Linked DNA regions of Mus musculus: regions 2, 3, 4 and 5 are each linked to region 1. The links are chromatin contacts, called in public HiChIP or PLAC-seq and promoter capture Hi-C maps. All regions are on one chromosome and are shown on one strand. Each heading gives the region's core, a stretch centred on a gene start, on an enhancer-like site or on the middle of the called end of the contact. The rest is flanking DNA. Distances are from core to core; before and after follow the strand shown. Region 1 holds the start of Qrich1 (glutamine-rich 1). Region 2 holds the start of Klhl18 (kelch-like 18). Region 3 holds the start of Scap (SREBF chaperone). Region 4 holds the start of Cspg5 (chondroitin sulfate proteoglycan 5). Region 5 overlaps Smarcc1 (SWI/SNF related, matrix associated, actin dependent regulator of chromatin, subfamily c, member 1).

Evidence for each region. Promoter capture Hi-C pulls out the DNA fragments that hold promoters and counts their contacts. HiChIP or PLAC-seq counts read pairs in DNA pulled down with a chosen protein or histone mark.
Region 2: a contact with region 1 is called in a promoter capture Hi-C map of pre-B cells, with 3 times the contacts expected there. The contact joins the promoter of Klhl18 here to the promoter of Qrich1 in region 1. A contact is called at or near these places in 2 of 39 promoter capture datasets (neutrophils and pre-B cells) and 1 of 9 other capture datasets (liver).
Region 3: a contact with region 1 is called in a promoter capture Hi-C map of pre-B cells, with 2.2 times the contacts expected there. The contact joins the promoter of Scap here to the promoter of Qrich1 in region 1. A contact is called at or near these places in 5 of 39 promoter capture datasets (the 3T3-L1 cell line, cranial neural crest, liver and 2 more) and 1 of 115 datasets of contacts at active chromatin or transcription factors (pancreatic cancer cells).
Region 4: a contact with region 1 is called in an H3K27ac HiChIP or PLAC-seq map of embryonic stem cells, with 4 times the contacts expected there. The contact joins the promoter of Cspg5 here to the promoter of Qrich1 in region 1. A contact is called at or near these places in 1 of 39 promoter capture datasets (frontonasal cranial neural crest) and 1 of 115 datasets of contacts at active chromatin or transcription factors (embryonic stem cells).
Region 5: a contact with region 1 is called in a promoter capture Hi-C map of cranial neural crest. The contact joins the enhancer-like site here to the promoter of Qrich1 in region 1. A contact is called at or near these places in 5 of 39 promoter capture datasets (cranial neural crest, embryonic stem cells, hematopoietic stem and progenitor cells and 2 more) and 1 of 115 datasets of contacts at active chromatin or transcription factors (large pre-B cells).

Annotation. Positions count from the first base shown.
Region 1 is chr9:108,514,798-108,519,741 of GRCm38.p6, forward strand. Qrich1 (glutamine-rich 1) reads left to right here and starts at 2,290. Exons shown (of 10, transcript NM_175143.5): 1 at 2,290-2,443. It overlaps Qars (glutaminyl-tRNA synthetase), which reads left to right. Exons shown (of 24, transcript NM_133794.2): 21 at 1-76; 22 at 170-236; 23 at 310-435; 24 at 999-1,144. The coding sequence ends at 1,049.
Region 2 is chr9:110,474,827-110,479,770 of GRCm38.p6, forward strand. Klhl18 (kelch-like 18) reads right to left here and starts at 1,868. Exons shown (of 10, transcript NM_177771.5): 1 at 1,640-1,868. The coding sequence starts at 1,768. It overlaps Kif9 (kinesin family member 9), which reads left to right and starts at 2,168. Exons shown (of 21, transcript NM_001163569.1): 1 at 2,168-2,288.
Region 3 is chr9:110,330,952-110,335,895 of GRCm38.p6, forward strand. It overlaps Scap (SREBF chaperone), which reads left to right and starts at 2,405. Exons shown (of 23, transcript NM_001001144.3): 1 at 2,405-2,554.
Region 4 is chr9:110,240,923-110,245,866 of GRCm38.p6, forward strand. It overlaps Cspg5 (chondroitin sulfate proteoglycan 5), which reads left to right and starts at 2,861. Exons shown (of 5, transcript NM_013884.3): 1 at 2,861-4,772. The coding sequence starts at 4,676. It also overlaps the pseudogene Rn4.5s-ps2.
Region 5 is chr9:110,203,378-110,208,321 of GRCm38.p6, forward strand. It overlaps Smarcc1 (SWI/SNF related, matrix associated, actin dependent regulator of chromatin, subfamily c, member 1), which reads left to right. Exons shown (of 28, transcript NM_009211.2): 23 at 835-949; 24 at 2,622-2,776. Among named protein-coding and RNA genes, the nearest start is that of Cspg5, 38 kb to the right of the region's middle. Within about 2 kb of position 2,409, at least 107 of the 459 cell types and tissues checked have an H3K27ac peak or open chromatin away from gene starts, as enhancers often do. A contact at or near this core is called in hippocampal neurons, where this site is marked.

The DNA of each region.
Region 1 (4,944 bases), core at 1,040-3,539:
CTGGAGAGAAGCCCAAGGCCTTTATTCACTGGGTATCACAGCCTTTGGTGTGTGAGATTCGCCTCTATGAGTGCCTGTGAGTGAACATAGCTGGAATTGAGACTGTCACAGGATGGGAATTGCATGCTGTGGCTCTCCAGCAAGGGCCTGACTTTCACTCTGGCTACAGATTCCAGCACAAGAACCCCGAAGACCCTGTTGAAGTGCCTGGTGGATTCCTAAGTGACCTGAACCCGGTAGGCTCATAGAATGTGAGGTGAGGGTGGTGGGCTTCTGAGCTGGACAGCCACTTGGATTCTCTGTCTGCAGGCGTCACTACAAGTGGTAGAAGGAGCATTAGTGGACTGCTCTGTGGCTTTGGCAAAGCCCTTTGACAAGTTCCAGTTTGAGCGCCTTGGGTACTTCTCTGTGGATCCAGACAGCCATCAAGGACAGGTGCTTAATTTGACCCACCTATACCCTTCTGTGTACTGATGGTGGAAGCTGTTCACTGTGATAAACACTCTCCCTACATCCCCTTAGCATTCTCCAAATAAGTTGGGAGGGACATTCATTACTTTCCAGTTAAGTCCAAGCACAAAATTTTATAGGGCTCTAACTTTTTTTAAGATTTATTTTATTTTATGTTAGTATGCTGCTGCTGTCTTCAGACACACCAGAAGAGGGCATCAGATCCCATTACAGATGGTTGTGAGCCATCATGTTGTGAATTGAACTCAGAACCTCTGGAAGAGCAGTCGGTGCTCTCAACTGCTGAGCCACCTCTCCAGCCCCGGCCCTAACTTTTTTACTCTTCAAAGTAGCAGGCAAGCTTAGAGTTTGTCATAATCCTCATGAAACTAAGGCACAGCACAGGCATCTAGTCCTTTATCTGAAATTACAGAGTTATTGACAACCTTGGTACCTCACCTCCATGATACCTCACCTCCTAGGTGATGAAGGGGAAGTAAGAAGCCCGGTTCGGGGTTGTTGGTCATTTTTCTTCTACTGCCTTTCAGATTGTCTTCAACCGAACTGTCACACTAAAAGAAGACCCAGGCAAAATATGAACTGAATACATGTGGCCCTACCTCATCCTGGAGGCTGGGGGTGCCCTTCAGCACTCCACACTCCGTTTCAATAAAGAATAACTAAATCCCTCTGGCGTCTCTCTGTTGTCTGCCTTTCTAATATCTGAGGACCCTGGAGAAATAGTTTGTTAGCTGGCAGTGGTGGGTCTCATATGTCTTCTGGAAGAATGCACTTCCCCAGAAAAGAGCCAGCCACAAAGTCACTACTGCACTTGGTTCTCAAAGGCAGGTGCATGGCTGGAATTAGCTCAGCACTTACTATGATAAACCTGAGAACCCCAGAGATGCTGTTGCACAGTCACCAGTCCTATGGAGGGATCTAGGTTTGTGTCTTTGTGGCTAGAGATCAAGAGACACATGACCCCCCGTGTGATCATTTAGAAAAAAGCCCTGTCAACTATTTAAGCATAGTGAGATAAATCATGAATGCTGTTGTGGCCTTTCCAGTTTGGGGACCCCAGCAAACTCCCTGGATGTCTATACGGTGCTGAGATGAGATTCCTGGCTATGCTGGCCCTTGGATTGGACCCCGTCTCAGAAATTGACTTCTGAAGAATTTGAAGATTAGAGTTTGCTAGGACAGGAACAAGTGCAGAAGGCACTAAGGTTTGCCCCAGACTGAGGGCCCCCTGGGTTGCTGGGAGCTTCTGGTGAGGCTGTAGGTGAGTGCCTGCAGCTTTAAAGCCTTCCACATTTTCCCTGTATACAAACACTAGGCTACCCAAGGCCTGCTTTAAGGTGGACCTGACTGTGGCAAAGCGATCTCAGATGAGAGGTGGTGCTGGGGGTTCCTGAAGCTGTTTTCTCCCGTGCACTAACGCCCCGAGCGCTTCCCAGGCGCGGCACAATGGTTAAAGCTGCGCCCAGTTCAGGGGTTTGAAAGGGGGCCACCTTAACCACGAGGCCGAGCTAGGCCCGGCCCCGCCTCGCGTGGAACTGTGCAACTAGAGGAGGCGCTAGCGGGACACCGTAGGTGGCTTCAAAAAGCATGCTTTCAGACCCAGGGCAGGGGCAAAATACCCCTGGATGCTGAACCCCGGGCCTAAGCCCCGCCCCGCATGGAGGGGTGCCCATGGGCGTGGCGCTCCTTCCCACAACGAGGGGTACGCTCTCCACTCCAACCGGTTCCCTCTGTGGCTGCAGCGTTCCCTTTAAGCCTGGCAGGCAGCTCTCGCGGGATCCGACGCTCCGGTTCTCGCGAGAAGGGCCTTCGGCTCCCATTGGCCGTGAGGGCTGAATGTAAGATGGCGCCCAGGGAGCTGTGAGGAGAAAATCCTGTCGGTCTCGGAGCGGCGACGGCAGAACCGAGGCCCCGGGCGGTGAAGCGGGGCCGGCGGGTAGAACGGAGGCAGCGGCGGCGGTGACGTCGCCGGGTGAGGGCTCTGGTGAGGGCGGGGACGCAGCAAGGCTCTGGCTCGAAGGCGGCAGGCCCACCCTACACAACGGCGGGCGGGCGGGGGCGGGCGGGCCGCTGCCGCTGGGCCCAGGCGACCTCAGGGCGGCTTCAGAGCGGAGAACGTCCCTCGGCTCGCGAGCCTCCGCCCCACGGGTGGGGGAGGGGCGGGCCTGAGGGGCGGGTGGGCGCGGCGCACGGGGGCGCGCGGAGGCGCGCGCGCACGAGCGTGGCTTTTTTTTTTCTTTTTTTTTTTTTTCTCATTTTTCTGCGCGCGCGCGTGCGTTATCGTGCGCGCTGTGCGGTCCTCTCGTTGCGCGTAGCCGCCCGACGTGCGCGTCCCCGTTGGCTCTCAGCTGTGGCCCGTGGGCTAGAACGGCTTCCGGGGCGCGCGCCACCCCGCGACCCCCCGGTTTTGCGGCGCGCGCCCTGCTGTTGGTCGCTCACGCTGTCCGGAGTGCGCGCCGGACGCCCCTTCCAAGAGGAGGGCAGACGGGCGGGCGGGCGAGCGGCCTGGCGGACGACCGACCTGCCGACTGGGGAAGGTTGAGGGTTGGGCCCTTGTCCTCGTGACGTCCGGGGCAGCGGTGGCCTAGGTCTGCGGAGAAACATAGCGGCTTTGCGGTCTGGCTTGCGGCTCCGCTCCTCCGGGAGGCGGACAGGAGTGCTCGTACTAACTGAAGAATGCTGTTACTTAAGCGAGGCCCAAGGACTGGGTGGGTGCTTGGGGAGGGTGCTGCTCTGCTTGGGAAACCGAGTCCTGCTGGCCGGAGAGGGCATTGGGTCCCCATGGGTTTCCTCACCTTGTACTGGTGCTTTGTGCTGAGGAGAGAAGGTTACCATTACCAGGCCCCGCTTTTCTTCCATTAGAACCGATTCTTCCATAAGCGCAGTTGATACACGTCACCTCTGTGCGCTCCGGAAAGAGATCCTCCTCTGTATATGGTATCAAACTCTCGGAGCTCTAAAATTCCGCTTTAAATCCTCACTTAAATGCAGCCTCCCCCCCCCCTTTTTTTTTTCCACCTCCGCGTGGGTGGGAGGGGCTTGCCTTTCTGTTCTTGATAAGGGCTGTTTCTTAACCTTGATTAACTTGATCAATGCTTTGCCGGTTTTTTTCTTTGTAATTTCTAAAATGTCCAGCAAAAATTTCTAAAATCTGCCTGTCACTATAAAAACTATGTAACTGAAGTTCTTCTCAGCTTTTTTTTTTCTTTCCACATTTTGTTTCAGTGCTGTGATCTTCTATCTAGGAAATTCTAGGTTTGTGATGGAGAAATACACAGCTCTTTTTTTCTAAGACAAAACATCTGCTAGTTTATTTTTACAATTTTGTTACATTAAGCCTGAGGAAAAGCAAGCTAAAAGGATTTTTATTCCTTTTAGTAGCAACCAAACTTTGATAGTAATGACTTTTTTTTAATATACTGTATTTTTTTAAGAACAAAGTTAAAACTTAAAAAGAGGCTGAGGATGGAAGGAACTTCTTTGTTCTATCTTCTTCAGAATGTTAGAAGTCTTAAGAACTCAGGACAAGCAGCAGACATACATGCAACATGGTGACTGGTGAGTTAAAAATCATTCATACGCTGGAAGTATGTGTGCAGTCCGTTACCCCCCAACCCCTTGGTAATACTGAAACTTTACAAATCTTGTCATTCTTTCTTGGTGTTGTCTGCTAGAAGCTGCTACCTACTAGGAAACTGCTGATGAGGGAAACGGTATTAGTTTGTTCATTGGACAACAGTCCCTAAAATCGAAGTCAGTGGAATATTCATGATTAACATTGCAAAGCATCAGCTAAGAACCTAAATGGTTTTCCAAAACAAACAGAATACAACAACAACAACAACAAAAAAAAACTGTCCTCTTTGTTGAGGATGTGTCTGTGAACTTTTTGTACCATTTAAGCTTGCTTATTCTAGTTTACTTTTTTTTTCTTTTCTTTTTTTTAAACCAATGTTTCCATCAACTAGTATTTACCTGTTAGGTAACTTCTAGTTTTCTGGGATAAGGTGTTATACTTCTCCAAGATCTTACACAGTTCACATCATTTTACAAAAGCTTATATTGATGTCTCAAAGAAAGACTTAAGGAATGGTTGAATTTTGTTGTGAATTTGAGTTACCTGAAAAAACAAAAACAACACAATCAAAACCCAGTTAGGGACTTTGGGTGTGGCTGTTCTTTTTTATAGCAACTTCAAAATCGAGGCTGTTTTTCTCTAAGCCTGCATGCTTTCAGTAGTGGTTTGTGCTGGTGTGCCTAGTTCTTACCTCTGTGCTTTTTAAATGGCCATGCTTTTTCTGTGAATATTTCTGAGTTGGCCTCAGGCTGAGGTGTTATGTGAACACCTGCTTTTTCCTTTGCACTCTTGTGTTTAGTTCCAGGTGTGAGTCCCCCTCTAGCTTCACTGTTTTCCCTGTAACGGTGTATTGTGATTTCTGTTTTTATCAGGTTGGTTTGTTTGTTGTTTGGTGC
Region 2 (4,944 bases), core at 618-3,117, 2.0 Mb after region 1:
TTAATCCTCTTGGTTTCCCTATCTTATCTGAGACGATCTGCCCCTTCTCAGACCATTTCACTACTCTAATTAGAGATCCATTTCTTTCAGGATTGATGAAAAAGTTAACATAGGTGCTATACAAAGAATACCAAATATCTAATCCTCACTAATGGTGAGATTTAAGAATCGTCTTTAAGCCGGACAATGGTGGCGCACACCTTTGATCCCAGCACTTGGGAAGCAGAAGTAGGCAGATTTCTTAGTTCCAGGCCAGCCTGGTCTACAAAGTGAGTTCCAGGACAGCCAGGGCTACACAGAGAAACCCTGTCTCAAACAAACAAACAAACAAACAAACATTAAACACAAAAAAAAAACCCCACAAACAAACAAAAAAGAATCATCTTTAAACTGAGTGGTGATGGCTCACATCCTGACTTGAAAAACCAAAAACAAAGAACAAAAATTATTTTCACATTTCGAAATTTAAACTTAAAGAGATTAAGTAATGTGCCCATGGTTACAGCTAGTGTGTTCTTTCTCCAAAGCCACCCTCAGTTTGTTTTGCTTTTTAAAGTGCCAAACCATTAACCATTCAACTTTTTTTTTTTTTTTTTTTTTTTTTGAGACAGGGTTTCTCATAGACCTGGCTGTCCTAGAACTCACTCTGTAGACCAGGCTGGTCATGAGGTCTGCTTGCCTCTGCCTCCCAAGTGCTGGGATTAAAAGAGTGCTCCACCACTGCCCAGGAGCCACCCTATTCATTCCTACCAGTCTGACTCGAATACATGGAGAAGCAATGCTTCCTTAACTCAGTAGAAGATAAAGTCTAAGAGGTGTCTGTGTCTTTCTGTTGTTTTGAAACAGGAAGAGGGAGTGTCACACCGAGACAGTAAGAGCCTTCCAGGCAAGGTCCAACAGGAAAAACCACAGGCAGGCAGTATCCCCACCTGGAGGGATCTACCTGGCTCAGCAGGGCACCAAGGTGCAGCCCTGCACGACTCAAAGCACAGGGGGCACTGGCCCTTGACACCAGACCAGAATGCTGGATGGGAACAGGTGGCAAAAATATCCCTCTCCCCAAACAGTCCTTTAGCCTGGCCTCCAGGACCTTTTAAGGTGGTGACAGTAGATTGTTTTCCAGCATGGAAGAGAGTAGCCCACATCAAAAGATTTCCAGATCCGATTCTAAAAGCGCCAAGGGCAAGCAATGACTCCTGAAGAGAAGGCTTAGCATTTACAACAGCACAGCCAACTTCAAGGAGCCCAAAGAAATGACTTTAGGACAAGATAGGATGTCTTAGTGGTACCCATCGGAATGTGGAGTCAGCCACCGCCCCTTCCTCCATGGTCTGCCTGTAAGAACATTTTCTCTTTTCTGTATGACAGAAAAGGAGGCGGATACCCCAATGTCTCCTGCTCTTAGGGCGTCAGAGGCACACCTCTCAATCTTTCCTTCCAATGGCTGAACGGCTGTCCCCTTTACTCTCCCAACTTGGCCTCATTTCCCCCTCTGCGCTTGGCACCGCTCTCTACTACTCTGTTCCCCTCTAACCTTTCTCCACCCACAGTCGGCTGGACCACTCTTCCCCTGTCCACCACCCTTTTCTTCCCGCTCAGTCCCTTTCCCCTCAGCCAGCCACCGCCCAGACCATGGTACCTTTAGCGTCACGTCGCATAGCTTGCCCTGCCGCCGGATCTCCTCCATGACGCCGTAGCCGCGACTAGGCAACTCCGACACGGAGAAATGCACCAAGTCCTCCAGCTCCTCCGCGCCGTCCTCCACCATCTTCCCCGGCCGCCGCAACTGCGCAGGCCTGGCCAGCAGGCTTCACACTAACCAGGGCGGGGCAAGGGCTCACGCTGAAGGCTGCCCAGAACGCGAAGCCGGAATCTCACTGGCCTGCGCGGCCACCGTACCCACAAAGTCCTCGACACCGGAAGTCTCGCTGCCCCGCTTCCTGGTTTATACATAGCCTTTTTCCCCCCGTAACTCAAACTCAGGCTTCGCATATACAGCTACTCTAAGCCTTCCAGGTTAATTGACTCCATCTCTGTCTTCTTTGTTCAGCTCTGACTTTCCCTGTATCTTTAACGGAGAAATGTGGGCTTAAATTCCGCCACCACCCTACACTACTTCCGTAATCCCTGCAGGCTTCCTGTTGCCATGGCGACTGTGTACACAGCCAGTCGGCTAGCTGTCCTGGTTGCGAACAGAGCTCCCTCAAGTTGCTGCAGTTCTAGCGGTCGCTCTACCCGAGCGCCACTGCCCCGCGAGGTGAGCAGTGGTCACGAGCCGGTGGCGTTAGGTAAAAGGGAAACCTGGTGGGGATATCCTCCCAGCTGCTGTCAGTGGCTGGGTTCCTAACTCCTTTGGTTCTTTTATTTGTGAAAAAAAAAAAAAAATCGGAGACACCCCTGGAGATGCTCCTTTCAACCTGGTCGCAGCTTAGGGGAGCTAGGAGTTTCTGATGTTCCTTAGTCCCACGAGTCTCCACTGAGGTCCCACGACTTGCCTTAGACGGAGAGGGCGTGAGTTTGAGTGTCAGAGATCATTAAGACACGGTGTCATCACTTAGAGCCTTCTAACTACCGAAGAGGAAAACCCTCTAGAGGGGCACAGGAATGGGACCAAGGCAATCTGTCACACACATTTTAGAAAAGCATTCCACACACTGGGTGAGAAATAGGAGAGTGGCCAGTTTTGCCTGGGTGCAAACTTTGGGTTCATCTCATGCTGAGATGCAGTAGGACCCAGTGTTGTGGGTTTAAAGGGTGTTTGTTTCTTAGTCTTTATCCCTGATCGAGGTAAGAGCATGGTAGGTATGAACGCCTAGTGCCTATGAGTAATCCCATTGACTTCTTGTCAAGCCTTCGTGGGTGTTAATGTATATCCTGCTCATTCCCAAGCCCAAAACAAATGGAGAAACACTGACTCTCTCAGCACAGAGGTCTCCTGGTGGCTCGTCAGAGTCACTTTATTATGTGAAGTATGTAAGGACTGTGTTCAGATTTCTGGGAGTATTCCATCCTGAGGGGGAAAAAACACTACCTAATGGGAGGGTATCTTGAGACTGAGCATGGCTTCTTGTACTGGGAAATGAAGTATCCTCCCCAGAACGCTGCAAGTTCAGGGATTAGAGTAGTGTGGGAGGGGAGTGACATATCACATACCTTGGCACTCTCTCAGTAGTGGCTGAAGATGGTGGACCCACCTATGGAGATTCAGTCACCCTCTGACTTCCAGCCATGAGTATCACCATCAACTACCATTTCTTGAGCACCTGGTGTGTGCTGGGCGCTGTTCTGGACCTTGTGGGGGGCATCACAAGAGGTAAACGGCACGACCCTTATCCTCAAGCAGCTTGTAATTTGACTTGGGAGCTGAAGCCCACATAAATGAAGCGGCATAAGAACGGTAGCAAGCAGTACCTCAGTAAGTGCGAAATGGCATGTGCTTCCTTCCGCGGCACTGTTGGCTAGTGGGCTCCCGAGAGGAGTATAGACCCTCGGAAAGGCTTGTTGCCAACTGCGCATGACTCCAGGGATGCTCGGCGGCATGAGCATCCGGAGGACCCTGGAAAGGTCGGATGGGGGGGCTGCATGTGCACGCGCGCGTTGGAAGTTGTAGGGCAGAAACGGGGGGGAAAGCTCTGGAGCAGCCTTTGAGCTGGCCTGTGAACCCGCTTCCAGAACTCTCTGGATTCTTTGTAATTCCTTCTAGATGTTATACTCAACGGCACTGGAACCTTCCTGGGCAGGAAGATAAGACTCTTGGGGCTTGTGTTCAGAAAGGTTTCCCAGAGCTGTAGAAACTGAGTATTGAGTAAAAGAAGCACAGCTCCCATCTGGAGATACTAACCCCAATACTTGGGAAGCTAAGACAAGAGAATTGTGAGTTCAAAGCCAACCTGGGCTACACAGTGACACCCTTTCGCAAGGAAGACTTTATTTTTTTTTAATCGTGAACAACAAACCACTTCTCTCTGTTCTCAGTTCTCAGTAACAGAAAGTAAACTCGGAAGTGAAACCTTCAGTCTCCTTAATGTGGGGTCCAAGTTAGAGGCCGTGTGATTTTTTTCTAGAGCTCAAATTTGCAGACACACACACACACACACACACACACACACACACACACACACAAAATGTTCAGCCAAACTATGTTCTTTTCTTACTCCAATATTTTTCAGATTAATTTTCTAAAAACAAAAACAAAAACAAAAAAATTGGAAAGATCCAGCAGAGTGCTAGGGAAGACTCATGAAACAGTGACATGTGTGGACACAGAGGGTAACTTGGAGGAACTGGGTCTCTTCTTTGACCATGTAGGTTCTGAGGATCAAACTCAGGCCATCAAGCTTTGTGGCAGGTGCCTTTACCAGTGACATCTTGTGGGCCCTCAAAAGCCTTGTTTGTTTGACACAGGGTCTCAGTATGTAGCCTTGGCTGGCCTGAAGCTGGATTCGTAGACCAAACTCATAGACCCACCTGCCTGTGCTTTCAGAGTGCTAAGATTAGATGCATGTGCCACCACACTCGGCCGCTTAAATGACTTTAATACATACTAGCAGTAGTTCTGTGTCACGTGAGAGCGTTTTTCCGTAAAGGTATTTAAAAAATTACTAAACATCCCTTCAGAATGTTAGAAGAGTGAATCAACTCCTTTGTCTGGCATTTCACTTTTGCGGCTATATGCTTGCTATTCCACCCCACTCCCCCCCCCATCCCCCCAACCCTGTGTCCCCGTCTGCTCACCTGTCTACCTGCCCTCCTACTCCTTCCCTGTCTCCTCCTCCTTTAAAACTACAGGTTGCTTTAGGGGCAGGGGCTTCATTCCTTTTTAAACTGGCCCAACCCTGATGGGACAATTTAAAGGGAAATGTACAGTGAAGCCTATGTCATGCTCTGTGGACCTTCTCTGTACTTAAACTTTGTACATTGTGCAATAGTAGTTCCAAAAAGCCA
Region 3 (4,944 bases), core at 1,155-3,654, 1.8 Mb after region 1:
GCTCCATAGTTAAAGACACTCGTTGCTCTAGCAGAGGACCGGAGATCTTTCCAGCAACTTCACAGTGGCTCACAACTGTCTGTAGCTCCAGTTTTAGGGGGAGTTGAAGCCCTCCTTAGGGAACCAGGAATGTTCATGGTGCAAACGCATACCAGCAGAGGAAACACTCATACACAGAATACAATAAGTACATCTTGGGCTGGTGTGATGGCTCAGTGGGTAAGAGTACCCGACTGCTCTTCCAAAGGTCCAGTGTTCAAGTCCCAGCAACCACATGGTGGCTCACAACCATCCGTAATGAGATCTGACACCCTCTTCTGGTGTGTCTGAAGACAGCTACAGTGTACTTACATATAATAAATAAGTAAATCTTTTAAAAAAAAAAGTACATCTTTTCTTTTTTTTTTTTTTAAATCAACTCGGGGAACAAAGGGTATATTTGGTTTGCATTTCCATGTCCATCAACAAGAGTCAGAGCAACAAAATACACCACGTAAAAAAATAAATTTTATTTTTATTACTGAGGTTTGAGCTCAAGGCCTTGATGCTAGGCCCTACCAGTGGGCTGCATTTTCTTATCTTTGTGGGGGCCAGACTTATGTACCAGACTGGCCTCAAATTGGAACCTTGGACTTCTGTTCCTCCTGCCTGCATCTCCTAAGGGCTGACATAGGTGTGACCCACTGAAAGATCCTAACAGAATGTAAAAGGTCACAGAAGCCCTGAAATTGGCAAGATAGATGTCACTGTTAGCAGAACTAGCTTCACTGATTTAGAAAAATAGAGGTGCACAATGCTCTGGCCACTCCTTGAACTTGTGTGTCTGCCAATGTTTTGACCATTCCTTGAACCCATGTGTGTGCCCACTGATGAAGCCCACTGCCAGGTGTTTGTGATATTGGTTGCTGAGAAAGAGTCAGAAAATCTCCCCAGCAACCACAACCGGGCCAATCCTGAGTTGCTGCCCCTGCACCAGACTCTTTCCTTGTACCCCTCCCATACCCATTTCTTGAGAATTGTTTAGATCTGGAAATCCCCCCACTCTCCCCTTCTCCTTTCCCCCCTGAGGGCCTATAAAAACTGGGACCTCTTTCCCCTCGAGGTCGACTCCTCTAACCCTGCGTGGGATATGAGTCATCCCCAGAGCTCTGGCTTTCCCCGAATAAAGCCTCATGTGGTTTGCATCAAGCTTGGTCTATCGTGAGTTCTTGGGTGTCTGCTATTATCCTGAGGCCTGAGCGAGAGGCTCCTCTGGGGAGTCTTTCACCACCACTGCCAGTTTGCTGGGGGTTAAGGCTCATATTCAAGGCTGGGCAAGCAGTATATCAACTGAGTTACATCTCTACCAGAAACCTGCTTTATAGAATAACCCTATTCCAAAGGCTGAAGTGGCCACCTCTGATTTGTTTTGCACGGTGACTATACTTATATTTTCTCTTCCCCCACCACTGGTGCCCTTGAGGGCAGGTACAGGGTCTGTTCTACCTTAGTATGCCTTGGGGGTGAGCAAGAGTGACACGAAAGAAGTATGTTTAAGGTAGCAAGATGGGGGCAGGTGGCCACTCTGACCTGTGACACTCAGAGAGTCAAGACATTGGTAGTGTGGTTGAGATCTCTCCACAGGCAGGCCTGAGGACAAATGGAAACATAGCAACCAGGGTTGGTGCTGTTGCTGAGTGTCTGGAACCTCACTTTCCCCAAGGCCAAATGAGAGAACACACACCATATGCTTAACTCAGCATTTACCAGAGCAGTCACTCAGCATAATCCGTTACATGTGCAAGTCGACTGGTGGCAGTTCAGAAGGTGGAAGAGACTCAGACACCCATAGTTCCTCTACGTGGGAATAAACACTGAGTATATATCTTCCACTTTACCCTATGCATTGTATTTTTAACAAAAATGGAATCCTAACACCAGCTTGGTTTTGAACTAGCTTTCATTATAAGTGCTCATTTAACATCCTTGGTGTTGGAGGCTCCTATACCTAGTTCATCAACTGAATACACTTGCTATTTAGCTCAGTTGCTTCTAATTCCCTGGTTTGTTTTTCTTTTTGATGCTGCTGTGGATCAAACCCAGGGCCCCTAGCGTCTCAGGCAAGCTCTCTACCACTGAGCCATACACCCAGCCCCGCTTCTAATCCTTTGGCACTATAAAGCATGGAACACGAGCTCTTGTGCATGTTCTCAATCACTTCCCAGGACAGTGATGCTGTCAAAACTCTGAAGTGCTACTAGCCACCTTTTTCCAGGCCACAGGCAACTCCAGTACTTCCTCTCGCAGTTGTGTGGCAGGGGACCACCAGGGGGCGAACCCGAGCCGTTGGCAGTGCCAGACTACGCATGCGCACGCCGCCGGGAGCACGTGTGGAGGGCGGCGGAGCGGGAGGGGAAAGGTAGGAGTTGAGAGGTGAAGGGGCGGGGAGCTGCGCGGGCGCCGGGCGGCCGGGAGGGAGAGGGCGGGCTCCAAACACCGGACCGCGGGCCAGGAGCGCGCAGGCCGTTCTCCGCCGCTCGGTCGCCGCCGCCCGGGAGCTGCCTCGCTGCCACAGGTACCTCAGCGCGCGTCTGCACGGTGCGGCTGGGCCCCGGCGCCGGCCTCGCGCCGCTCGTGCCCGGGAGTTCCGGGATGCGGGCGAGCCCGGGCAGGGGCGCGCGGGCGTGGGCGCTGTCCAGCAGCCCGAGGCGCGGCTCCGGAGACCGCAGTCTGGAGCTGGGGGCCGGACGGTCTCGCGTCCCCCTTCCCGACCGCGCCCCCGCCCGGGCCGAGCTGCCTGGGTCGCGATGGGTTCAGGCTGAGTGAGCTCAGGCAGGTAGGCTCGCCGCTGGATCCTGCTTTGGGGTTGTCTGGGGTTGTCTGGGTGAGGGCTAGACCCTGTGACTCAGTCCTGCCTCTTTCCGAAGATCCGATAGCCAGGCAACATGTAGATTCTCTGCTGGGAGTGCTCGGTTTCTGGTTTTATGTGTTGCTTAAACCTAAACTTTGCTCGCTTATGTTGCTTATGTTTACTTCCAGGTGGTTTTGTTGCATCAGGGTTATAATGGGATAGCGCTAGCTGCAGCGAGTCCCGGGTCCACACTGCATCTCAGAAAGTTGTGCAGATGGTGGCGATGAAGAGGAGGGCAGTGAGCCACAGGTGGCGGCGGGTGAGGGGTGGGAGTGGGAGTGGGGTCCTGGAGGTAGTCTTCCTTAGTTTAGCTTATTTATCTCTTATGGTGACGGAAGCGATGAATAAATAAGTTCATGATGATCTTGTAGTAATTCTTGTGAAGTCGACATAGGAACAGTCTTTAATGATGCGTTTGGGTGCGTTTGTAGAGTTTGCTTATGCAGTGTGCAGCCATCTCAAGGTGTGCTAAACATTAAAGCTTTTCTTAGAGTCAGGATCAAGTGTATCTAGTTAGTGCTGAATGCATTTTAGGTGTAACCTGTGTGATGCTCAAGTGAAGATTGTATGTTATGAAGTATATGCTAATGTATTTCAAATCTAAAGGCTTTTTATATATTTGCAGCGTTTCTGCTTGGCAAATATTTTGTTTGTATTGTTTTTTTAACGACCAACAGGAAATACAAGTATAAACATTATTCCTATACTCATTATTAAGTTACTTGGGGACGTGTGCCTAGGGCATTGGTCTGCCACTGAGTAACACCTGTGGCTTTTTATTTTGAGTTGGGCTTCATTGCCCAGGCTGACCACAAAGTTTCATCCTCCTGCCTCGGTTTCCTGAATATGTGGGATAGCAGATGTGTGTGCTCCTGCTCCTGCTCGGCACTCATTCTTTGGTCAGGTTGAAAAGCAAGAACTGGCTTCCCCTTACTTGAAACTCCGTTGTTGTTGAATACTCTCTTGTTACTGTGTGTGTGGGGGGGGGGGGGCGGGTGGGAAGTACCTCTCCAGATGTTTCCATGTGCTTTAAAAGTCACGGTTTGGGAACCCTACCACCCATTTAGATTACTGTCCTGAGATGGGCACAAAACCTTTACTCTTAGTTTGTGGCTAGAACACAGAACCATAAAAATTGTGATTTGCCTGAGGCCATATGTAAGCTGCTTAACTGTCCTGTTGGGAAAGGGACCATGCCTGCCGTCCGTTTGTATTTGTTAATGTGGTTGGTTAGAGTTGCCACAGTTCAGGATCACTCCAGATACTCATCTCGGCGAGCCTAGAATTCATGTGCACTTTGCTCACTTTGACAGTCTGTATCCTTCTGTTGGCTGCGACAAATACCGCATGTGTGGTTTTCATTCTCTTTCCCGTGGAACCAGTTTCCAGGGTCATCCAGTGTGTGCATGGAGAATCAGGCCTTCAAACTGTGTCTTCCGGATTCTGCCATACGAGCTCCTGACCCTGGAACTTACCACTGTTCTGAGTTGGCTAAAGAAACAAGATCCGGGTGACTTTAGCCACCTAAAGTGATCCTTGTGGGTAATATTTGTGGAATTTTTCAAGGCTCTGGCTGTTGGGCACAGCTTATCTAAAGTTCCGTAATGAACAGATGAGATGATAGTGTTAGTCTATAGGGTGAATTTCAGGCAAGTTTTCTCACTGGCCAGTTAGGGGCTGTGCCTGTATGCGAACTTGTTTGCCCGACAACAGTCCGTGTTTTCCTGCAGATGTGCCCACTGGCTTCATAGTCTCTCTATTGTTCTCTTAGCAAATGGGAGGTGGAAGAGGAGGTGGTATGAGTGGAGGAAGCAGCCTGTGTCCAAGATGGCACATCTCAGTACGGCACGGCTCTCTTTCTCTCCTCTTCCCCACTTGGCTTGTTAGACTTTTCTAATTTTTAATTTTTTTTAAAATTTGTGGAAAATAATATATAAAATAAAATGTACAATTTTAATGATTAAATAGAGTAGTCAGGGATATTAAATATACTTACAGTGTTGTATAGCTGTCATTATTACCCATTTTCAGAACTTCTTAATTATTGTACACAG
Region 4 (4,944 bases), core at 1,611-4,110, 1.7 Mb after region 1:
AAAATGAAAGTAATTTACAGTATCCTGATGGCAGGAAAGGCATTGTGGTACAAGCAAGACCTATCCAAAAAGTTTTTTGGTTTTTTTTTCCCCCCTGGAGAAAACTGAGAATGTAAAATCTGAACTGAGTGGTCTATAATTTCTGTATACTATCCTGAATTCAGTTCCTAGTGGGAGGTGCAACATGGATTCTGATGTGTGCTGCCTATGGAATCCTGGGGCTGGGGAGGGACTAGACTTTATTAATCCTGGGAATGTATATCTCTATCATAAAGGGCAGAGGCGAGTGGATCTCTTGTGACCCCACCTAGGGCTACATAGTGAGGTGGGGGAAGGACTTTAGTCCTGAGCTTGTGACAGAGACCTTATACCAGGTTGCTATAAAGAATGGTTGATGAGCCTGGTAGTAGTGCCTCGTACCTTTAATCTCAGCAGGAATGGAATCAGGCGAATCTCCAGAACAGCCAAGGCTACACAGAGAGAAATGCCATCTGGGAAAAAGCAGAAGAAAGAATGGATAGCGGGAGCCAGGCGTGGTTGGCATGGTTGACTTCTTTCATAGCTTTTGCATTTTCAAAGGGCTGAAGACGCTGATAGTGGCCTGGCTGTGGTAACACTTTAATCCCAGCACTGGCAGGCAGATCTCGGAGTTTGAGGACAGCCAGAGCTACGCAGATAATCCCTGTCCCAGGGATGTAGGGATGGCTAATGAGACGGGAAATTTAGTGAACCTGTTACAATTAATACCCTTGTACCTTCTGGGACCAGCCGACTCTGTTCTGACTCCTGAGAAAACCAGGGGGTTCCTGTGTTTGTTTTTCTGCTATGCAGAAATTGGAGGTAGTCGGTTGTGGTGGCACACGCTGGTAGGATTTGCTGAAGGGAGGCAGAGGCAGGAGGATCACGAGTTCGAGGCCAGCCTGGGCTACACATTAAAAGAAAGAAATCTGGGGGTAATCCTTAACTACTTGTCCGCGCCCCCCACCCCTGGCAAGCTTTTGAATGCTCTTGTAGCTTCATGGAGAGCAGCTGTGCTGACAGAGACCACCTGCCCTAAAGGTAGTTCGTGAAAACCTTAGCAAAGTAGTGACAGCACCGTAGGCACCTGACAGTAAGGGAGCTAGATCTTTCTCCTTTCCTAGCCACCTGTGGTTGGCTCTCCTACGGTCACACGGAGCAAGTGTGGGGCTGAGAGGTCGTGAGTCTGGCTTGGCCTTGACACTGACAGACTTCTGATAGCCATCTGGATTGTAGCATCCCTGCCTTCATGTATCCCAGGACAACCTTCAGCTTCTGATCTTCCTGCATCTACTGACCATGTGCCACCCAGCTAAGGGTCATCTTATTCTGCAACACCTGCAGGGTCCCTGAGAAGTCCTTAGTCCTCTTCCCAGGCAGCAGGTGTCATCTGCATTAGTTGAGTGTTTTCTCCTAACTGGCCTGGCTTTAGAGTTAGTTAATAAATTCAAAATCCCTTTGCATCATAATAACAAACCATTGCCTGGCAAAATAACCACCCCAAGGTTTGTGATAACCCTTTTCTGAAATGAGAACACTCAGTCTTTGTGAGGAAGTTTTGTCAACACAAAAGCCCTTTAGCCCGTCCCTTCCTACCAGGAATGGTGTGAGTAGACCTATTCCTAGTAGCCCATTCTGCACCCCACCCCCCACAAAAGCAATCGCTTGTCTCCATGCCTAAGATCAGAAGCTTGATCATTCTGTGGTGGTCATTAGTAACAGCTAGACATAGCAGCATAGCGGCATACCTGTACTCCTGGAACATGGGAGGTAGAGACAGGAGGGTTAGGAATTTAAGGTTGGCTTCAGGTCTGTAAAGATTGTTGCCAACCTGGGTTATGAGGGAAGGTCTCAAGGGGCTGAAGCATTAAATGCCCAGGTAAAAGTGGATGCTGGGCTGGGTAAGGAGACAAGGCTTCTATTGTCCTACTCTGCATCCTGCTCCTTTTGAAATGCAAGAAAGGAAATGAGGGTCTGTAGTGCACAAACAGCGACTTAGAACTGTTTGTAACAACAGTTCTAGCGCTTGACTCTTCTGACTCTTTGGATACCAGATATGGGTGTTGTGCAGATACTTGCAAGCAAAACACCCGTGTACATGAATTTAAAGGGTGATATAAGAAGCCTCCATATTCAGATGAATACAGCTTTTAAAAAGGAAAGCCAAAATTTGAATATGTTGGTGTTTATACTGAGGATTTAAAGTCAAATTGATGTTCTCCATCCAGACCAAATTATGTGTGGTCATGGTATGGGAGCAGTGGTGGTAGCATCAGTGAAGCAGGTGTCTTTTCTGCACTTAAGGGTGTGTACGGCAGTCATGGCAATGGTCTTTATGGCTCTGCTTGGCTTTGGAGACAAATTACCAAAACAGTAGGAAAGAGGCATGAAGAAGCCATTGCCATACAAAGCATGTGTAGCGCCCAGATGGCGCATGATGTGAATAGAGGACACGTGGAAGCTATAGATAGGCAGTGGTGGTTTCCTTGTTCTAGTTCTCATATCACTTCATGCACGCACACACCATACATTTGACACTGCTTGCCAGATCCTTTCATGCTGGAGTCGCCAGTGACTAACTCGGGGGACACACAGATTTGATGCTAAATCTTGTTCTTCTCACCACAGAATGGGCATTGCCCAATTACTCTGTTCTCAGTGTTAGGGAGGAGCAGAAGGCCAGAGGTTGGTTGGTTTGCTTGCTTGCTTGCTTGCTTGCTTGCTTGCTTAGTACCAAATTGGTGCTGGATATATAGCTCACTGACATCACTTTACTTGCATGCACAAGGCCCTGGGTTCAGTTTCAGACAACTTAAACAAAATTGAAAAAAGTGGTAGCAGAATTTCTCTGCAGGGAGGGGAGAAGATAGTTGAGGAAGGAAATATTTCACATTCGCTTGTTTGTTCTACTGATCAAAACAGAATTTAAAAGGATAGTTACGGGTGGGAAATAGGGTAGATAGAAGGATTTGGTTGGTTAGTTGGTTCTAGACAGGGATTACAGACATAAGCTACCATAACCAGCAAATACAATTATTTTGCAGTACTAGGAATTGAACCTGAAGTCTCACTCATTTTAGGCAAGTGCTCTCCCTAACTCTTAAGTGTTTTACCATAAGTAGGAAAAGACTTTATTGTGACCATGCCCTAGCATGAAAGGACTTACATAGGATCTCCTGTGTGGTAGGAACTTCCACCAACATCCACTTTTGACAACTACCACCCAGGAATTGAAGAGAGAAATAGGTATTATATCTGGGTAAGCAAGCCCCCTCTTGACTGGAACTCCAAACTAGGACACGTATGTCTGGTTGCCACTCTCTAGATGTCATACAGACCCTACATAGCCACCTCCGAGCCAGGATATAAGAGCCTAGCTGCTGGAATTTTGTCAGCCTTGAGGGGACTCTAAGCTGCAACCATACTTGTGAGAGAAAAGGAGTGTTGAACCAAGGCAACTCACTAGAAGACAGGTATGAGACAGATTAAATGATGGTCCTCCATCTTGTTCATATTTGGTCACTGACAGAAGACTATCAACACCAGCATCGCCCTTGGACTAACCCTTGGACTGAGCTGAACATGATCATTTAGGTCGATAATAAAACATCAATATGTAGGCTATTTGGAGGCGGGGAAAGCCAGGTGACTAAGCTGTAGTTCTGCCTCCCTTCCAACAGGTCTCCCAGTAAGCAGTGAACCTGGGTTAGGAACAGAGACCTCTCTCTCCACGTTGCATGTGCACCTGGCAGTGATCTAGACCTCTTGGTTTAACCAGGAACTTGGGTTTGGGTAGTACTGGTCACCTGCGGAAGGCCGCCCTGGATTTAGAAAACGCAAGGTGGAGTCCAAATACTGGGGACCGGATAACACGTTGGGTGGACCTGGCTGTGCAAGATTTAAACTAATGGCTTTGGCTGTGGACAGATTAGGTCTGATCCAATTAGAGCCTAGGCCGTAGTATTCGCCTCCTTGCCAGGCTCTGTCGATGTTCTCCCTGCTCTCCGGAAGAAGACTTAGAGTCGGACTGGAGAACCTTCTGGACACCGAATTCTGGATTGGCACCGGACAGTCCGTGCCCCGGGCTCCGCTCTCTCCACACTGGGGGCGCGGGCTTCCGCCCCCTGTGGCCCTTCCGAGCCCCGCCCCGAGCCTGCGGGTGTCGGAGCCCGCGACGTCCCCGCCTCCCCTGCGCGCGCGTGGCGGGTGGGTTCCTCGCAGGTCCGCGGCCCAGCGCGCTCAGCACTGGAAGCGCAAGCGGGCCCCGTGGGCTGCCGCCGGTGCACCTGTCGGCTTCCCCCAGTGGCTCTGCTGCCGCCCCTGCGCGCCGCGCTTGCATCGCTCTCCACGTCCCGTGCCAGAGGGGTCTGACTGTCCCCTGGCGAGGAAGACCGAGAGGGGCCGGCGTCAACGCGACGTGCTGCGGGGCGGGCGGAGTGGGGGCGGCGCCGAACGCGGCAGCGGCAAGCGGCAGCGGCGGCGCGGGAGGCGGGGAGGCGCGGCGCTCGGAGGACAGCGGCTGACGGCGGCATGCGGCGGCTCATGCTGCCCACCGTGGGCTGAGGCGGCCGCACACGGGCGGCAGGCGCAGCGGCCGGGCAAGCCGAGGGCGCAGCCAAGCCGCGCGCACCGCGCACAGCGGCAGGGGCTCCGCGCAATGGGCCGAGCTGGAGGCGGGGGCCCGGACTGGGGGCCGCCGCCAGTGCTGCTGCTTCTGGGGGTCACGCTGGTGCTCACCGCTGGGGCCGTACCGGGTAGGTATCCACCCGGACCGGGACCCCAGCCAGCCCCTTGCGCCCCACCCCATGCCAGGGTCTCGCTGACTTCAGGTCCAGGTGGAGTCCCCAAGCCCTGACAAGGGGGCGGGGCACCGCCTGGCCTACAGCCCGGGACCCGGCGGGAAAGGGGAGGAGGAGAGGACCTGTA
Region 5 (4,944 bases), core at 1,159-3,658, 1.7 Mb after region 1:
AGCAGGAGCTGATGCAGAGGCCATGGAGGGATGTTCTTTACTGGCTTACCTCCCTCCCCTGGCTTGCTCAGCCTGCTCTCTTATAGAACCCAAGACTACCAACACAGGGATAGTACCATCCAAAATGGGCCCTCCAACCCTTGATCAATAATTGAGAAATGCCTTACAGCTGGATCTCATGGAGGCGTTTCTTCAACTGAAGCTCCTTTCTCTGTGATAACTCCAGCTTCTGTCAATTTGACACAGAACCAGCCAGTACATTAGCCTATCTGTAGTTTTAGCCTCAGAGGGCAGAGAGATTGGATCCCCAAGCAAAATGACTTAAGAAACCCTGCTTCATTGAATAATGTGGAAGAGTGATTGGAGTTCATTATTGATGTCATCCACAGGCCTCTGTGCATGTATGTGTTCTACAAACATACGTGCACATACACATGTATGTCATATGTGTATGTGGGGAAAATGAAAATGGGGGGGGCAGAAAATTTACTGTGTGCATGTGTGTGTAGCATTTAATGGGTTTTTTTTTAATCAATAAATAATATTGTTTAGCTACTCTGATACTCCTTGGGTATTGTAAACCTGGTCTCAGTAGCAGAGGTTGCAGAAACATCAGGCACTATGTGCTTGAGTTGTATCATCTCATGAAGACCCAAGATCCTAGTTGGTTACAAATACGTATCTCAGAATTAGTCTCTTTAGGTCTGCCTTACCTGACCCTTCCAAATCTAGTCTATTGCTTGCCAACAACCATAAACCTGTTGTTAGCTTCAGATGGGCTCAGTCCTGACAGGCTGCTCGCTTACCACTGCTCTCTTGTTGTACGGCTTTCAGGCAGAAAACAAAGTGGAAAATGAATCGGATGAAGGTGATAAAATACAAGATCGAGAGAATGAAAAAAACACTGAGAAGGAACAAGATAGTGACGTCAGTGAGGATGTCAAGCCAGGTGACTTGGGCCCGAGCATGGTTTAGTGTTAATCCTTTTAACTGTACAAAGACAATAGAGAAGTTCTGGTCATTGGTACAGAAATACCCTCTCCTTCTTTAAAGATGTCTTATTATTTTTTAAGAACAATTTTTTTTAATTGTTAGTAGTATTTGTGGAATATGCGTATTTGACAATGTAATCCAGCCGGGCGTGGTGGTGCACGCCTTTAAACCCAGCACTTGGGAGGCAGAGGCAGGCAGATTTCTGAGTTCAAGGCCAGCCTGGTCTACAGAGTTAGTTCCTGGTCTACAGGGCTACACAGAGAAACCCTGTCTCAAAAAAAACGAAAAACAAAAACAAAAGACAATGTAACCCAGGTTGTCCTCAAACTCAGAGATGTTATGCATCAACTACCCGTGTATGTTTAAGTTCCTGAGATTGACTTTATTTTCTGTTCGTGGGTGTTTTTCCTGTGTGCATGTCTATGTACCACATTGTGTCTGCATTGCCCTTGGAGGCCAGAAGTGAGTGTTGGACCCTTGGAACTAGAGTTCTTGACAATTATATGAGCTGACATTCAGGTGCTGACATTCAGTAGAGCTGTGGCCCTGGAAAGGACTGCCAGTTAGTACTCTTGACCACTTTGAGATAGTCTCGTGACTGTTGTTTTAAGAGAGTGGCTCGAATAGCCCAAGCTGACCTGAAATTTGCTTTGTAGCTAATGCTGGTTTTGAACTGCTGATCTTCCTGCCACTTCTTCCCAAGTAGGAGAATTGCAGGCTTTTGCCCCTATGCTGACATTTAAAATGACTTTGGATTTAGGGTGAAGGGGGATAATTGAGCCTACAGTATTTTACACACTGTACCACTGGGCCAAATTCATGGTCCTGCTTGGTGGTTTGTTTCTTGTTTAATTTTTGAGGCTGGATATTACTGAGTTGACCAAGCTAGCCTTAAGTTGAGTCTATAATTTAAGCAGTCTTTGTCCTTGCTGTCCTTTAGTCTAAGCCTCTAGAGAAGCTGACTTTTCAGTCCTCCAGAGTGCAGAGGTTAAAGGTTCGATCCCACCATGACTCTCGGGTTTATTTAACAGTGAGATACCAGTGCTTATCTGGCCTCTGCTTTCTCTCTCCGTTTCCTATTGACAGTCAAGCAAATTGTTGACTGACACTTCATGCCCTTGTCCTTTGGTCTGCGTTTGTGTCTGTCTTTATTCTCTTGTGTTTATTATCGCCCTTGTTCTTTTGGAGAGGTGTCATGTCACTCCGTCTGTCCAGATCATGCCACTTTATTCTGTCTGTTGCAGTAACAACCCATCATGTCTGTCTCAGACTTGTGGAGTACTACTTCCCTGTCTGGTTTTGTTCAGACTTAGGGGTCGTGTTCAGATCATTCTGCTGCCTCTTGAACAGATAGGAGTCTTAGGCTGTGTGTTTCTTCCAGGTTACCACTCATATCCAAAGGCGCTGTCCTGAGAAAAATGACACAGAGACAGAGTGTGTCACTTCCAAAGTATCCTCATGGACGCATACCTAAATGCAGGGGGTGATTCACTGAAACTCTGAAACAGTAGAAAAGGGTGTTGGAATCTCTATAACATCATCCCTGGTTTATCATGTGGGACAAGTGGTTAAGATGGGTCACTAAGGCAGTTACACCCTAATGAAGCTTTTTTAAAAATAATTTTCAGAAGAAAAGGAGAATGAAGAGAACAAAGAGCTCACTGATACATGTAAAGAAAGAGAAAGCGATGCCGGGAAGAAGAAAGTGGAACACGAGATTTCGGAAGGAAACGTTGCCACAGCCGCAGCAGCTGCTCTGGCCTCAGCTGCTACTAAAGCCAAGGTTTGCCCTTACAGCCCCTTCCCGTGCTGCATGGAGCCATGAATGGTCGCATTGTTTTAGTTAATTGGGAACATTGAGTATAGAGAGCCTGCCTCCCAGCAGGATGGCTGTGCTGTGAATGGCATTTCTAGGTTAAGAAATCCCCAGGCTGAACCGACCAGGGTGTTGAGTGTAGATCCGGTCCTGTGGGGGATGGGTTTTCATTCATTGTTGTCTTTAGCTTTGTGAAGGCCACCAGTGGAAGGAATAGTTTGAATTTTCCCCTCTAGGGTCTCATTTATCTTTTCATTTTTAGTTTGTCTGTGGAACCAGTGTTCAAATAATTTTTACCACATTGAAATATTTATGATTTTTAAGACAAAATCTTCTTTTTTGTATAAATACTTCATCCTGACATTACAGACTGAAAAGAGAGAGCCTAAAATAGCTTTTTCTTCTTGAATTTGCCAGCTTTTCTGGGGGTGTTTTTTTTCTATTTATAACAGAGTATCGGCTGCACTGCATATTTAAGAAGACAGGAAAATGTTATTTTCCCACGCTTAGTGTTAATTTAGCATTTTAAAACATTCTAAAGATGAATATATGAAATTTAAAAATTTTACATCCATTCTTCCTGAGTGGTTTCCTTCCATTATAATTTACCAGATTTCAAGAACCAGTAGTTTCTGGAGCATTCCTAATCAAATCTTTTGGGCATTACCTCACACATGAGAGCAAGTGTTCTTTCACACCACTCTGCTAGTGTGAATACTTAATCTGTTGAAGCTGTGAGGTATGATTCATAGCAAATTTCCAGGTAAATCAATTCAAAACATAGAACCATTCTTTGGATTTTGTGCTCCCCTGACCCAGGTGGATAGAAGTCCCGGAGGAAGTCTTCCCAGAGACATCCTTACAAGCCACAGCAGGACTCAGTCAACCCAGGCACATGTCTGCATTTACTGTAATACCTGAACATCCTGCATATTTTTTCTTGCACATATTTTTCAAAGAAAAATAACTTTCTTGGCTTTTTGTTTTTTGGAGACAGGGTTTCTCTGTGTAATAGGCCCTGGCTCTCCTGGACTCTCTTACATAGACCAGGCTGGCCTCGAACTTACCAGCTGCTTCTACCTCCCAAATGCTGGGACTAAAGGCATGCACTAATCATGCTGTGCTCAAAGATACTTTTAAATCTATATCATTGCTCTTTCTCTTACCCTTTTCACTCCAACCTGCCTCTACCTCCCAATTCCAGGATTAAAGGCGTGTACCACCATGCCTAGCATTTTTGTGAGTTTTGAGGCATGGTTGTACATAGAAGTACTAATATAGGTGAGATTTGTTGTTTCCCTTTTCTCTGATTTTGTCCCGTCGTTGTAAAGTTTTCTCTTTTCATGCCTTCCTGTCGTGTTATTGGTACATCGCCTCCTTGCCTCTTAACTCTGTTGAGTTTTGCTTGTTTGTGTTATTTTGAGACAGGATATCACTGTGTAGCTTTGGTGACCCACTTGCCTCTGAATGCTGGGGTTATATGTGCTCCATAACGCTCAGATGTGTATGAATTCTTACTTGTACATAATATCTCTAAGGAAGAGCTATTTTATTGGCAATAGACTGGAGGCTACAAGAGCTTCCCCCTTCCTTTGTCTGCAGGCCTGTTGTTGCCTTTGCTGATCTTCAATTCCTTAATCTTGGTTTTCCCTGACTTTTCTGGTACCAATCTGGACCAGCCACTGTTAGATGTCCCTCCTAATCCTTCCCCATTTCCACTCTCCCATTACCCACAGCGCAACTGACACGTCCCTTTTGTGTTTGTTTTTGTTAACTTTTGTTTGTTTTTAATTTTTAATCATGTATATGTGTATGTCTGTGTGTGTGTGTGTGTGTGTGTGTGTGTGTGTGTGTGTATGTGTGTGTATGCCTCATAGAGGCCAGAGGCGTTGCCTCTCCTGACATGGGAGTTAAATATGTTGTTTTGATCCACCTGCTGTGGGTGTGGAAATTGAATTAGGCCCTGGGGAAGAGCAGTACACAATCATAACTATGGTGTGCGCTCTCTAAACAATTGGGTTGGATGGGGGTTTTTTTTTGTTTTTTGTTTTCCTGTGGGTGTTTTGCCTGTGTGTGCATCTGTATCATGTTTGTGCCTAGGGTTTGCTGAAAGTAGGGCAGGATATCTGGTCCCT